Regions from separate parts of the Gossypium hirsutum genome. Here region 2 is linked to region 1. A link is a contact called in public Hi-C data. All regions are on one chromosome and are shown on one strand. Each heading gives the region's core, a stretch centred on a gene start, on an enhancer-like site or on the middle of the called end of the contact. The rest is flanking DNA. Distances are from core to core; before and after follow the strand shown.

Evidence for each region. Hi-C and Micro-C count contacts between places; a contact is called where the count stands out from the background.
Region 2: a Hi-C map of leaf shows a contact between it and region 1, with 2.8 times the contacts expected there. The contact joins the promoter of LOC107962914 here to the promoter of LOC121230631 in region 1. A contact is called at or near these places in 14 of 34 Hi-C or Micro-C datasets (callus, hypocotyl, leaf and 3 more).

Annotation. Positions count from the first base shown.
Region 1 is chrA06:39,000,501-39,007,437 of Gossypium_hirsutum_v2.1, forward strand. It overlaps LOC121230631 (neurochondrin), which reads right to left and starts at 3,720. Exons shown (of 18, transcript XM_041115680.1): 1 at 3,566-3,720; 2 at 3,247-3,460; 3 at 2,990-3,152; 4 at 2,536-2,672; 5 at 2,191-2,294; 6 at 1,996-2,091; 7 at 1,794-1,887; 8 at 1,574-1,694; 9 at 1,294-1,493; 10 at 1,078-1,169; 11 at 958-1,013; 12 at 722-811; 13 at 507-606. The coding sequence starts at 3,568.
Region 2 is chrA06:39,144,024-39,150,960 of Gossypium_hirsutum_v2.1, forward strand. LOC107962914 (trafficking protein particle complex II-specific subunit 120 homolog) reads right to left here and starts at 3,755. Exons shown (of 9, transcript XM_016899480.2): 1 at 3,220-3,755; 2 at 2,643-2,846; 3 at 2,341-2,523; 4 at 1,704-1,813; 5 at 681-969; 6 at 260-552. The coding sequence starts at 3,630.

The DNA of each region.
Region 1 (6,937 bases), core at 2,470-4,969:
CATATGGTAACACAGACATCTAAAGCATGTTTTTAATGGATTGGTAACAGCTTAATGTTAACTAAAGTAAGGGGATTATTGTACATGTAGAAATCACAATTTAAAATGTCACTTCCAAGAGAGCACCTAGTTAATGGTTCTTGAAAAGAGTAGAAATAGCCAAAGAGGTACACATATTTTAAATGTATATACAGATGCGCATTTATATCAGAAAGATAGGCTTGACATATTCACTAATACACCTTAAAGTTTAATTGGTTTTTTTTTTTAAGTTACAATAGTTCCAATAGAATTAATCATTACAAGCACTGAACTGAAAAACTAACAACCAACTCAATTTAAACTAACCAACCAACCAGAATAAATTTGGGAGAGATCCCTCACATTTCTATAAGGTTAGGCTCAAACTTGGGGCCTCGAACTTGCCGTTGAGCCAAGGCCTTATTGGCAGTTGAATTGGTATTAGATATTAACAAGAATGAGACTTTTAATTAAGATATACTTACAGCTTTATAACCTCCGGAAGAAGCCAGAAGTTTGCATCCTTCAATTTTCATAGTCTTTTGACACAACATTGGAAGCAGAAAGCATACAGAGTAAAATGGGCTGTATCAAAGTTAATTAGCGAAAATGTTCAGCAAAGTTGGTCAAGAACTACAGAAATCAAACAAAAGACATGGGTATCAAATCATTAGAGAACTGCAAAGTTAAGTTGTCATACCTTGATTCATGTTCACCTTCAACTGAAAGCATATATCCCAAAAGTTCCGTGATTTTATCTTCGCATGCAACAGGTGCTTCTGCAAGATAGCTAAAACAAACACAAACATCAGCTCAACAAAACATTCCACCGTAGGTTCAAAAGATCAAATCCAATGCTTGACAATGTATATGTGTGCCTGGATATATAAAAAGGAAATGACACAAATACTTTGAATGAGATGGCATCAAAAATACCTCCCAACAAGACGTACTGAAGCAAGAAGATCATTTCCTACTTTTTGCCCATGTTCCTGCAAAATTTTAACAGTAAATAAAAGAGGTAAAGAAATATTATGATCATATTTCTAACCATACCTTTGCATCTTGCAGATACTCTAGAACCACACCAATTGTCTCATTAAGCCCATTGATCGCCTTTATGAAAGTATTTTCATCGAGAACGTGCCCTGTAATTTGAGTTTCTTTGTTAAAATTCTTAAATAAACAGCTTCCAATATGCATACTAGAAAATAAGGAACTCCAGTGCAACAAACTGAACAAAATTTTCGCAAGGTAGCAAAAGCAACATACCTTCAGTTTCACCAATGTTTGATATCAACTTTATTATCTTCTCCACCAATGAAAAGACAACAGTCACTTTCTGTTGCTTTGAGATTATTGTTTCAGCTGTTGATGAAGAACTCTTAGAAGCTTCATATTTCGAGTAGGCTAGCTCATTCAGCAAAACAGCAACTTCAACCCGTGATGACTCTAAGACAAGCAATAGACACCTGAGAAATAAATCTACAAACCATCCGCCCAATTATGGTAGCTTTACAAGAGCCAAAAGAATTCAACAAGCACTCCTTACCTGTCAGCTGGAGTAGGATCCTGTACATTAGGCAAGTTTATTTGACCAATCAGCCAACCCTCACCCTTTATAGATACCATGGATTCAGCTAGGATAAGGGCCTCAAATTTTTCAGCAGGTGCTGCAATAAAATATCAAAAACATTATCACCAGTAAGTTTCACTAATTAAAACTTAGTTTTGATTGGAAAGGAAGATTGAACAAATTCAGTTCAACATACCTACACGGTTCTGTAAAATTGTCGCAACACCGTCACGCATATGGTTTGACCAGTTTTCGTTTTGAATAACACGGAGAGCATCGTGAAGGAGTGTCTAAACATATCAAGTGAAAATATTACCAGTCAAATGTAAGATGATTCCTAGCAATTGGAGATCCAAAGCATAACTTCCCAGAAAGAAAACAGTGGGGGGGAGGCGTACCGAGTATTCTGAAGAGAAGATGGCAGACAATAAGTGAAGTGCTTCAAACTTCAAGGCATTTTGTAGGAGAGCAAACTGTCTTGCTATTTTGGTCACCTAAATTGCAAGAGAAATGGTTTAAATGATCAAAATTTAACCATTGTGAACTAAACATTGAAAACAAAAGCTTAATGGCTAGAAAAAATCTAGACTCACAATGACTGACAGCTCCGAGAGATGGTCGTTCTCAACGATGCCTTGTGACAGCTTCTTTAGCATCAATTGGACAAGCTTCGTGGCAAGTTCCATCAAACGAGACCCTGCAGCAAGTTCACATATAATCACTTCTCTGCATAGACAGTAGAATTCAAATTGCAAATCCATAACACCATGTAACTAAATAAGTTAGGTCCCTAAAAAGTTAGGCACAAATACAGAATAGAAAACAACAAATTCTCTCCAGACTGAAAGCTACCAGCTATAACTATAATGAAGACTGTATAATATAAGGCCCCGGAAGTGCCAAATTCTAGAAATTTGTTACAGTGTAAGATAAGCTAACATCTGGCAGAGCGGACATTTGATGAGCAAGTAATTTAATCCCTCCGGATTCATACACTGCTGTAAGTCCATCCTCAGAAGCAGTTGACACCAAGTATAAAAATTCATAGCATTCTTCAAGCACAGGCATGCCTGATCTGCTTTCAAAAAAAAAAAAAAAACCTTAGTTACAGAGACTAACAACACAGCAATGGACCATAAGTTTTGTTGTAAAACATTAAAAAGCTATGCATCAGATACTAGTGTGTGACATACACAAACAAAGATATAACCTCCAAAGATCCACCAAATAAATTGAAAAACTTTGAGAAATCTATCTATACTTGTGTTGAAGACATACCGCTTACATCCGAATCCGAGTAACATGGTTAAAAAGCTAAAATTTCATATCATGCACTGCACATTTCTAAATTCATGAATTTGAAACAAAGAGGAGTATGGATAAAAAGCTTACTTCATTGACATTACTTCAAAAATCATTGGAACCTTGGAAACCATTTCTTTCGAAGAAGCAATCTCAGAAACTCGACAAAACGCAGACAGAACCGACACTGACAGCTGCAAATACGCATCCCGGTTTTCACCACTACCACTGCTCACTACACCTTTACCCAACCCTTTTTTTAAACCAAAAAACAAAACTATATTTAAGCATAAAAAAAAGAATTGCAAAATCATATTTTTTTTAAAAAAAAGAGTATGAATTAATACCGGTCCTTAAGAGACGGTCCAAGAAGTGAGGTCCAACGGCGTCGTAGATAGCCCTAAGGGAAACGAGATCGTCGCTTTTGCAGGATTTGGTGACGAGAAGCAAGCCAGCGAGGCGTTGCTCGTCTTGCTCGCCTTTTAGTAACTTCAAGCAATCTTGAAGAGATACTGATTGTGATTGTTCTTCTTCCTGCTGCTGCAGCAATTGTGGCTCCTCCTATCAAAAAAAGAAAGAACAAACATTATACATATGGCAGATAGAATGGAGAGAGCTGAAGGAATTAGTGTAAGAAAGAAAGGAAGAGGGAATGAGAAGGTTTACCATGGAAGCTAAGGAAGGATGGCAGTGCAGAGATTTTGGGTGGGTTTTGGTTCCTATTGATTTGACCCTAGTGGAAATATGTTTGAGGGAGTGTCCAGAGGCGTCTAGTATGGCGCCATGGCAAGGTTTTTCGACCTTACATACTCAATTGGGCCTAATTAATGGACCAGAAAAGAAAATCCGATTATTGGAATTTACAGGATTTAATTTAATTTGTTCTGAGGAAACAATCAGCTTGGATTCCAACTCACCCTAATTTCAATTTTAATATGAAATTATTCAAATAATTTTGAGATCAAGACGGATAAATTTTCAATTAAAATTTTTGAATTGAGTAGAAATAAAATTAAGTTGAAAACGGAAATGAAGCAGGAAACAGAAAAATTAGATGAAATTCAAAGCAAGCTAAAAATCATTTTGTTCTTTACAATTGGGATATTAGGACCATGTCTACTGAGTCAACCTAGCTAATTTGGGATAAAAATCCAAAATCATCACCGGGGTCTTAACCCGTTGATTACTTCCTACTTACAATGTTCTGCAATAATACATTAAACACATGGCTGAGCTCATTAGTTCCATTCACGAAATGAATATTCTCCAAATATTTTATATATATATACACATATATTTTAAAAAAATTCATTAATTTATTCTATAAATGGGATCATACAATTTGAAAAAAAAAACATTCATCATAGGCAGTAAAGTACGAGCTCCATCAACCCAACAAATATTTCAGCATCAATAAAACATTATAGTACATTGACAATTCACTTTGTAACAACTTAAGTTCAATATATCTAAAGTAATTGCAATTATTTAATACAATAAGAAACTTAGCCTCGAATAGTCTAAAGCGATAAGTATATATTTTTTTGAAAAATGTGTAAAATCATCTTTAAAATCACTTGCAAAAGTAAGACTAAATTCATAAATAAGACTTTATACACAAGCAACACCAAAAAACGTGCTATAACAATCGACAAAAACTTCAAAAAATGAAAATTTATTAAACAATATAAAACAAATAAAAAATATATAAAACTTAAAGACGGTGTAGATTATTCTGAAATACTCTAAAAAAAGAAACAGACTAAGAAGTCGGTGGCAGAGAAATTGCTAATGGACAGTGGAGTTTTAGTAACAATAAACACCATCATCTATCCATCACTATTTGTAAAGATGGCAAAGATACTCGCAAAATATATATGCAAACTAAAAAGAGAGAAAACATACCAAGTGAATGAGAAAAAAAAAAGATTTGTGGGAGGGAGAAAAAGACGTGTGCTAACTAGCCCGAAAGTTGACATTGTTGCTAGGCAAAACAAAAAAAGAAGAAATAAACAACTTTAAGGAAAAGGAGAAAAAAAATTAGAATTTTTTTCCCTGGATCTATATATTAATTTCTAAATTATTCATAAATCTCTCTAACTTACAATGTCTATCTTATTACAACAACAATAATACTAATTAAATTAAAATTCAATCAACATTTTCTCCTAAATATTTTTGTATAATAGAACATGTAAATGATAAATTTAATATTAAATGAATTATTCAGTTGATGCAAACAAACAAACCATATAATACACAAAACCAATGATTTGCAACAACAGTTGGTGAGTGGTTACATTGGATATTCGATTTCCTTCTAGCAAGGTCTCCAGTTCATATATTATTAGACGGGAAAAAATAATGTTAAAGTCCATACCAAATTTAATTGAAATTTAAAATGATTTTCGAATATCAAAAGTTTTAGGCTTTTTTATAAAAATAATTTAATTAATTATCAAAATGAACCACTTTTTTAATTAAGTACAAGAATGATTGAAATTTATGGTAAAAGTAGGTGGAGCCAAATGATTTGGTGCCACCAACATGCCACATCAGCAGGGAGTATAAAAAAAATTATTTTTTTGTTGAAGCCATGTAGAATGGCGCCACCTGTATAAATACTAGGGAAATACTAAAATTTCTAAAAATATGAGAAGACTTAAAAAAAAATTAATCATTTTCTGGTGGAGCCAATTAATATGGCGCCACTAGATTCCTATCTATCATGTTAGTTTCTTTTTTTTTTTTTTGACTTTTTTATGTTTTGTTTTTTATGTTTATTTATTTATTTATTTATTTATTTATTATTAAATTTAAAAAATTTATAATATATTATTAATATATATTTTTCTAAATTTTAAATATATATTTTGAAATTAATTTTTTAAATACTAAATATATTTTTTAATAATATAAAATATTTAAATATTTTAAACTTTCAAATTTGTTATTAGTTTTATAATATTTTAAATATTATTTCTGACCCAAAACAGTAAAAAATATAAAAATAATGATTTAAAAGATTTAGGGACCTATTATGAAATTTTTCCATTTTTGAATGGTTACTGAAAAAGAAGAGCAAGGGTGCCGCCTCGTAGTGTGGCGGCACCAAACTTTAATTTAGATAATTTCATTTTAAGCCTTTTTTATTTATTATTTTCTTTTTATTACCCTTCAACTCACTATATTGTGTTTAAACAAACTATTAATTTTAATAATGCATATTTTATCCGAATGAAGTATGTATTAGCAGATTCACTAATATGATTATATATATAGATATTTACACATGTATCATTTACAAAAACAAAAATTTAAATACTTATACCTAATAAAACATGTATCTTATTACAATAATAGTTATTTTCCAAATAACATATTGTTTTATAATTTTATTTCTTATTTAATATTTTAATTTAATTTTAATAATGCATACTTTATCCGGATGAAGTATGTATTAGCAGATTCACTAATATGATTCTATATATATATATATATATTTATGCATGTATCACATTACAAAAACAAAAATTTAAATACTTATACCTAATAAAACATGTATCTCATTACAATAATAGTTATTTTCCAAATAACATATTATTTTCCAAAAATAGGTTAATGGTTTGTTTAAACACAATATAGTGAGTTGAAGGGGAATAAAAAGAAAATAATAAATAAGTAGGGCTTAAAATGAAATTATCCAAATCTAAATTTTGGTGCCGCCACACTGCCAGGGGCACCCTTGCCCTTCCTTTTGAGCAGCCATTCAAAAATAGAAAAATTGCATAACAGGTCCCTAAATCTTTTAAATAATTATTTTTTTTTATTTTTTTACTGTTTTGGGTCAGAAATTCAGGGTGGTGCCGCCTATGCACCACCCTCCACCAAGACAAATGTATCATTTTGGTACTTAATTTTTGAAACAACCGATTTTGGTATTTTATTTTATTTTTTATATTTTTTGGTAAAAAAACCCTTTTAAATATTATTTAATTTGTTTTATAATATTTTAAATTATGATTTTTAAATTATTTT
Region 2 (6,937 bases), core at 2,505-5,004, 140 kb after region 1:
TGATTATTATATTTCAATTAATGCAAAACCCTAAGTTTTCTCGAGTTCCATCTTTCTTACAAGTTTGTTTAGCATTAATTCTTTCTATCGCTGTTGTTTTTTTCACTTAAACCACACCAAAAAGCTTATGACAAAACTAAGAGAAAACAGAATGTCTCAACATACATTTGAGCACAACAAAAGCACAAAAACCATTACATTGAGGAAATACAATTATCCATCCCCAAATCTAGATAAAATCAAAAGCAATAAGACAAACCTTATGAAAGGTAAGGCTGGGTCAGCACATCGAGTTCCCGAAGGCAACCTTTCAGCTGCACTTTTCAAGGCACTAGCAAGGCCATTTTGTCCAGCAGGTGTAATTAGAGGATAATAAGATCTTAGTAGCCTTGCTGCTGCACTCCAGGCAGCAAGAGGATCTCCTGCACGAACAGCAGATAGAAGTATCTCTCGCAGCACAACCATCTGCAAGGTGCTCCATTGTGATTCAAACAGTGAAACTACTAACAGATGATGCAATTTTCCACTATCAGCATTCCCTGGTTCAGTTTCCTACCACAGAAGAAAGAATATATTGATGGTTGTTATAGTATGCTAGTTTACAAAGAAAGAACAACTTCAATAAGATTGAAGTGCCTTTATAAAGTCGACAATTCAAAACTTGCTCCATAGTTCCATACATTAGAAATGGAATGTTTTGTGATGGATGCTCTGCTCTGAACACGATATGCTTTGGTGGTCATTCCTAGGACCTGCATGGCACTGGTAGCAGCAAATCTATTTTCTTGTTGTAGGTATAACTGAGCTACCTGCCTTGAGAAGAAGGCAGCTTTTCGTTGATAACCAAGAGTACCAAATAAGCGAGCTATTTCAACATATAATATGAGTCTGTCGTTGGCATCGATCAAAGATTTAGCACCATCAGCAGCATTAGTTAACAACTCCACAACCTCCTTAATCAATTTTCTCCTACAATTACCACAAGAATATAAACAATGTTATTTTAAGAATGCATTTTGACAAGACTTAACACATAAAACTATGTACAAGATCTTGGAATTTATATAGTTTGTCATAAAAGTGTCTCCACCGTATTCTTTAGAAAATGAATAAATACCAACTATCACATTAACAACGTAAAACAATAAAAAATAAATGGGAGTTAGGAAGAGGGGGTTGAATGATACAACCGAATTTTCAAAATGCCAAGATGTATTTCTAATTTATCTAATACAACTTGCAATCTCCCTATAATTTATCTATACCAAGGAGTTAAGCATGTCATGTCCACAACTAACTCAATGAAATTATAATTCCATTGAAAATTGAAACACACCTACATAAAAACCTGGCCAATTTCAAGGTAGCTTCAAGTTCAAAGGTAATGGGTGAAACTCTGCATTTAAAAAAAAAATTAAAAGAGTTAGTTCTCAAAAAGTTAAAGCTAGATAAATTTCCATTGATTAATAAAATATGTGCATAAATCAAACACTTTTTATTATGCTACACAAGATTAGGCTGACAAGAATAAGGTGCATCATAAAGACCTCATCCAATTTGCTTAAAAGAATATTCAAATGAAGATGGGTACAACACAAACATAAATATAACTTAAAAAGTAGGGGAATAGAGTGTAGATGCGAAAATCTAAAAATATGTGTAGTTGAAACTCAAAGAAGGTGCAATGGAAAGACACCAAATACCTCTGAACATTGTCTTGAATGAAGGATTTCCTATAATGCGTAATGACATTATTGTACCGATATCTAACCTCATCCTCTACACCTGTATCCTTCTGGCCTATTTGATCAACCTGATAATAAGGCATAAATAATTATACAGTAGATGAATAAATTTCATATCATATGGGCAAATATTTTATCTATATTATCACTTGCAGTTATGATGCAAAAGGTCAATATAGCCTAATTTAAAAAACATCAACCCCCTCCCCCTACAAAAAATCCTACCCTAGAAAAGTAAAAAGATAATAATAAAGTACAGAAGGAGGAACAATTTAGTCCTTACACATGGGACAAATCCTCAATTAGGAAAATAAAACATCACGAATTCAAATGTGATAAATCTTGGAATTTAACCATAGCACTAAAGTTGGTAGTGGACATAACTAAACATGTGTCTCGTTGTAAAACTTTTATGAGACACTTTTCCAATAGAGATTTCCTTAAAAAAACTTAGCTTCAAATTTCAACAAGTGAGTTGCTAGCCTTATCCATTTGTTTCTGTTCAAGAACATCTATAAAATCTAAACAAGGACATTTAAGGGTCCATACAAATATCATAAATAGCAGATGAGCTTGATTAACATCCTGCAATTACCAGTATAGCACAAACACTACCCTCCAATGCCCCAGCATACCAAAAGTAATCTGCAGTCAACCTGGCTAGCTCTAGTGCAGTAGTATAGTGAGCATTTGCATCAACAGGCGATCCTGCTAACAAACAATAATCCCCTATTGTCTTTTGTGCACGAGCAAGTCTTCGTTTTTTAGCCTTGATCACCTGCATTGTTATTTAATAAAAACAAACACATCACACACACACACACACATGCAGAAGTGCGCGCATACCCACGCCCATGCGCTCACAGACTAAAATGCATAAAACACCTAAACATAAACCTCCTCTGAGCTAAGAGTAGCTTGAGAATCTAAAGGCGTCTTCAGAAGAGTTCCTGAAGATTCTGCTTGAAGAACCCACTTCTCAAATTCCATCAGTAATGAAGCAGCGATATCTTGCATCATTGTATGTAAGTGAAACTCCTGCATTGTACGGTCTGCAGGAGGAAACAAAACCAAGTTCTCCCTTTTCTTACCATCATCCAACTGCAGCAGAAAATAAAGTAATTAGATCACGTAATTCATTAAAAGCTAGGTTTTGTTTAGTTTATTAAGATAAACAAATAGTAAACATAATAAAAGGTTTCAAAAACACAAATCATATCATTCTACTATGTTATTCAGACTTTATTCCCAAAAATGCTCGTATCTTACACCCAATATGGGTTATCATCCTTCAAATTTATACAAAAAACCTAAGCATTCACGACACACTAGAATCTAGGTAATATAACCATTCCTTCGACAGATTACTAATAATTAGAATCCAAGTCAATTTATAATAATCGAAACCAATAACCAGATATCAGCATGTGATTCAATGAGAAGTAAAATAGAAACCTTAATTCTGAGAACTAACTTGCGAATTGCCAGGACAAAAGGCGAAGCAGCGTAGAACTAGAGCCGAAGTGTAAATTTTGCAGGCAGCATTGAATTGATCGATGACGTGATCAAGATCTGGTGACGAAGGGCAGTGGCAAATGCCAATCACGGAGAGGAACTTGCGATAAGGCTGGAAATCTTCCCAAGGGCTAGGCGGAGACCCGCCCAACAAGAATTTGAACTGGAGCGAGCCTGTGTCCCAAGGCTGGTGGGCGAAAGGCGATTTCTGGTGCTCCGTGTAGAAGGAGCTGATGGTTGAGAGAGGGATGGTGTGGTGCGGAAGGAGCATGGAGTGGTAATCCCGCAGAAGAGGAGGGGGGACTTTGCCTATTGGAAGGACGGCGATCCGGATCATGCATGATGTCTCAATGCTCACGTCGGGTTCCATTGCCAGATCGGACGGAAGGGAAGAAGAGGCGCAGTGGTGATAGTGTGGTGGTAGGTGTATTAGATTAGGAACATACGAATCGGTCAAGTCGAAGAGGCACCTGGCCAAGTACGATTCAGGTCGACAAATGGGGTTGCAGTATTTAATTTATTTATTTTGTTTAAAAAATCAGAATATCATATAACAAAAAATAATATTATAATAAACCTAAAATTAAAAAACTAAAAAAACAGGAGACCAAATTCACTAAAATAAAATTAGAAATCTTAAATTCCATATGTGGGAAAGTATCTATAATTACGGATCTATAATTTTTTTAGAAACTGAATATATTTTAATATACAAATTAATTAAATAATTAAATAAAGAGGGAGGGAAGTCAGGAAAAGCCAATCATCCCTAATTACATCAACAGCCTATGATTAATATCTACCTCCATTGTAAAATTACCGCTGTTACTAATTAATTGAAATGTTCAACTAAATATTGTACAAACTATTAATATAATTACCCATCTTTATATTTATGGGTTAAAAAGAATCAATATAATTACCCATCTTTATATTTATGAGTTAAAAAGAATTATGAGTAATTTTAGATATTATTTTTTTAAAAATAAATATAATTAAAACTTATAATAAAATTCATGAGGTTTTTCTCAACTGCTTTTTAACTATTCTAAATTTAAATTAATCTCAGAATGATATATATATGAAACCATTTTGATATTATAAGTAAAATTCATCCTTCACGACAAAGTTCAGAATTTATATATTGTTTTTAGGTTAAATCAACATTTTGCCTATGAACTTGTAATTTTTCTCATCTTAGTCTTTGAATTTTTTTTTTCACATTAATCTTAAAATTAGACAACTTTTTTCAATTTCTGCCTAAAAATATTTTTTTTATTAAAAGGAGATGATGATATGCCATAATCTTAGAATGCTATATTATCACAAGGATCAAAATTGAGAAAATTTGTCAAGTTATATGATTAATGTGAGAAAAAAAAAATTCAAGGATCAAGTTGAGAAAAATTGTCAAGTTTAGAGATTAAAAGCGTGTTTGAGAGGGATTTCACTTGTATCTAGGTTTTTAAATTTCTAAAATTGAATTTACTTATTTTAGTAAATATATGGAAATTTTTCAAATAAGTAATTTTAAAAGAGATTTCAATAGCTCAATTCCTTTTTCAAAATTCCTAAGAATTTTATTTGATTTAATACACATGACCCTCTATAAGATAAAAACAACTTAAATTTCAAATTTCATTTTTATTTAATTCTAATAATTTATATTTTTTTTACAAATATGACGATATCCATGTTGAATATTTTTAAATTATTTATTTTAATATAATTATTTTTTTATAACTCCTTTTTATTTTGTTTTTTTTTTCAAGATATCTACCAGAGCGAGTTCAATAAATAATCATCCACATTTTGTAAATCCATTAAGGAGTAAATGCTGGCTATAAATTTTAAAACTGTTCTATACTCAAGACAAGCATTTATCCAAATAAAGCAAATACAAATGCTTCCTTGTACCATTTAGTAAATAGGTTGATAGTAAAAAAAAATAGGTTTAGCATTTTATTTATAATCTATATAAAAGCATAAATTTAAAGAAATTTTTGAACAAACAAAATTAAATTTTATTATTTATTATATTACAACATTAAAATTTAAAATTTTTTTTGAATGAAATCATAATATATTAATTTTGTAATTTTATGATAATATTAATCAAACTGTGAAAAAATAAAATAAAATAAAGAACACACAAATTTTTACGTGGAAACTCTTTCGGAAAAAACCTCGGGCAGAGGAAAAGAAAATTCACTATGTCAAATTCGAATAAATACAAGAGGAATAGACTATACCTATTTATAGGCTTGTAAAGCCATATTCTAGTAAGACTGAAACACCTTATTCTAATCAATATAAAATAGATGGAGTTTAATAAGGTTTAAAAAACCTTATTCTAAAATAAAATAAAAGAAGTGTAGTTCTATATGAATTTTACTTTTATTTTATTTTACCACTGTATTTTATTTAAATAAGGATTCGGGTCATTTAATTCTAACAATCTCCACCTTGACACGAATTCTCAATGAACAAGTTCTTCATCGTGAACTCTCAACGAACAAGTTCTCCACTTCTTCCATAAAACCCCTTAAGGGTTTAACTTCAACAATGGACACCAACCAAGTCTAAGCAATGCTCAAACTTGGTTATAGGAAGTAACTTAGTCATCATATCTGTAAGATTTTCATCAGTACTAATTTTGCTCACAACAATATCACCACGAGCAATAATATCACGAACAAAATGATACCGAACATCAATGTATTTTGTTCTCTCATGAAACATTTGATCTTTTGTAAGGAAGATTGCACTCTGACTGTCACGAAATACAGTACTAATTTGAAGGTCTTCATTGAGTTCACTAAAGAGTCCCTTCAACCAGATAGCTTCTTTACAAGCCTCAATAATTGCCATGTACTCAGCTTTAGTACTAGACAAAGCGACTGTAGTTTGCAAAGTGGCTTTCCAACTGATTGCACAACCTCCGATTGTAAAGACATAACCTGTAAAAGATCTTCTTCTATCAAGGTCTCCAGCAAAATTAACATCAACAGACCCAATGACTCCATCTCTAGTTCTTCCAAACTGTAAGCAAACATCAGTAGTACTTCGTAAGTATCTTAAAATCCATTGAACTGCTTTCCAGTGTTCTTTACCGGGATTCGTCATGTATCTGCTAACTGCACTGACTGCATATGATAAATCTGGACGTGAACAAGCCATAGCATACATGAGAGATCCCACAGCACTCTAGCACAGAACATGTGACATGTACTCAATCTTATCATCTGATAGTGGAGACAAAACCGATGAAAATCTAAAATCAGCTACTAAAGGAGTACTAACAGGCTTAGCACTCTGCATATTGAACCTACAAAGAACTTCCTCAATGTACCCATTCTGACTTAGGTACAATTTACTTGCTTTTCTATCTCTGAGAATCTCCATACCAAGTATCTTCTTTGTTGGTTCTAAATCTTTCATCTCAAATTCTTCACTTAGTTGGGCTTTGGCCTTTCTTATCTCTCATTTATCTTTTGCTGCTATCAACATGTTATCAACATAAAGAAGTAGATACACAAAAGAACCATCACTGTTTTTCTTAAAGTAAACACAACTGTCAAAACTACTTCTTTTGAAATCATGAGAAGTTATAAAGGAATCAAACTTCTTGTACCACTGTCTTGGTGACTGTTTCAAATCGTAAAGGGACTTTTTCA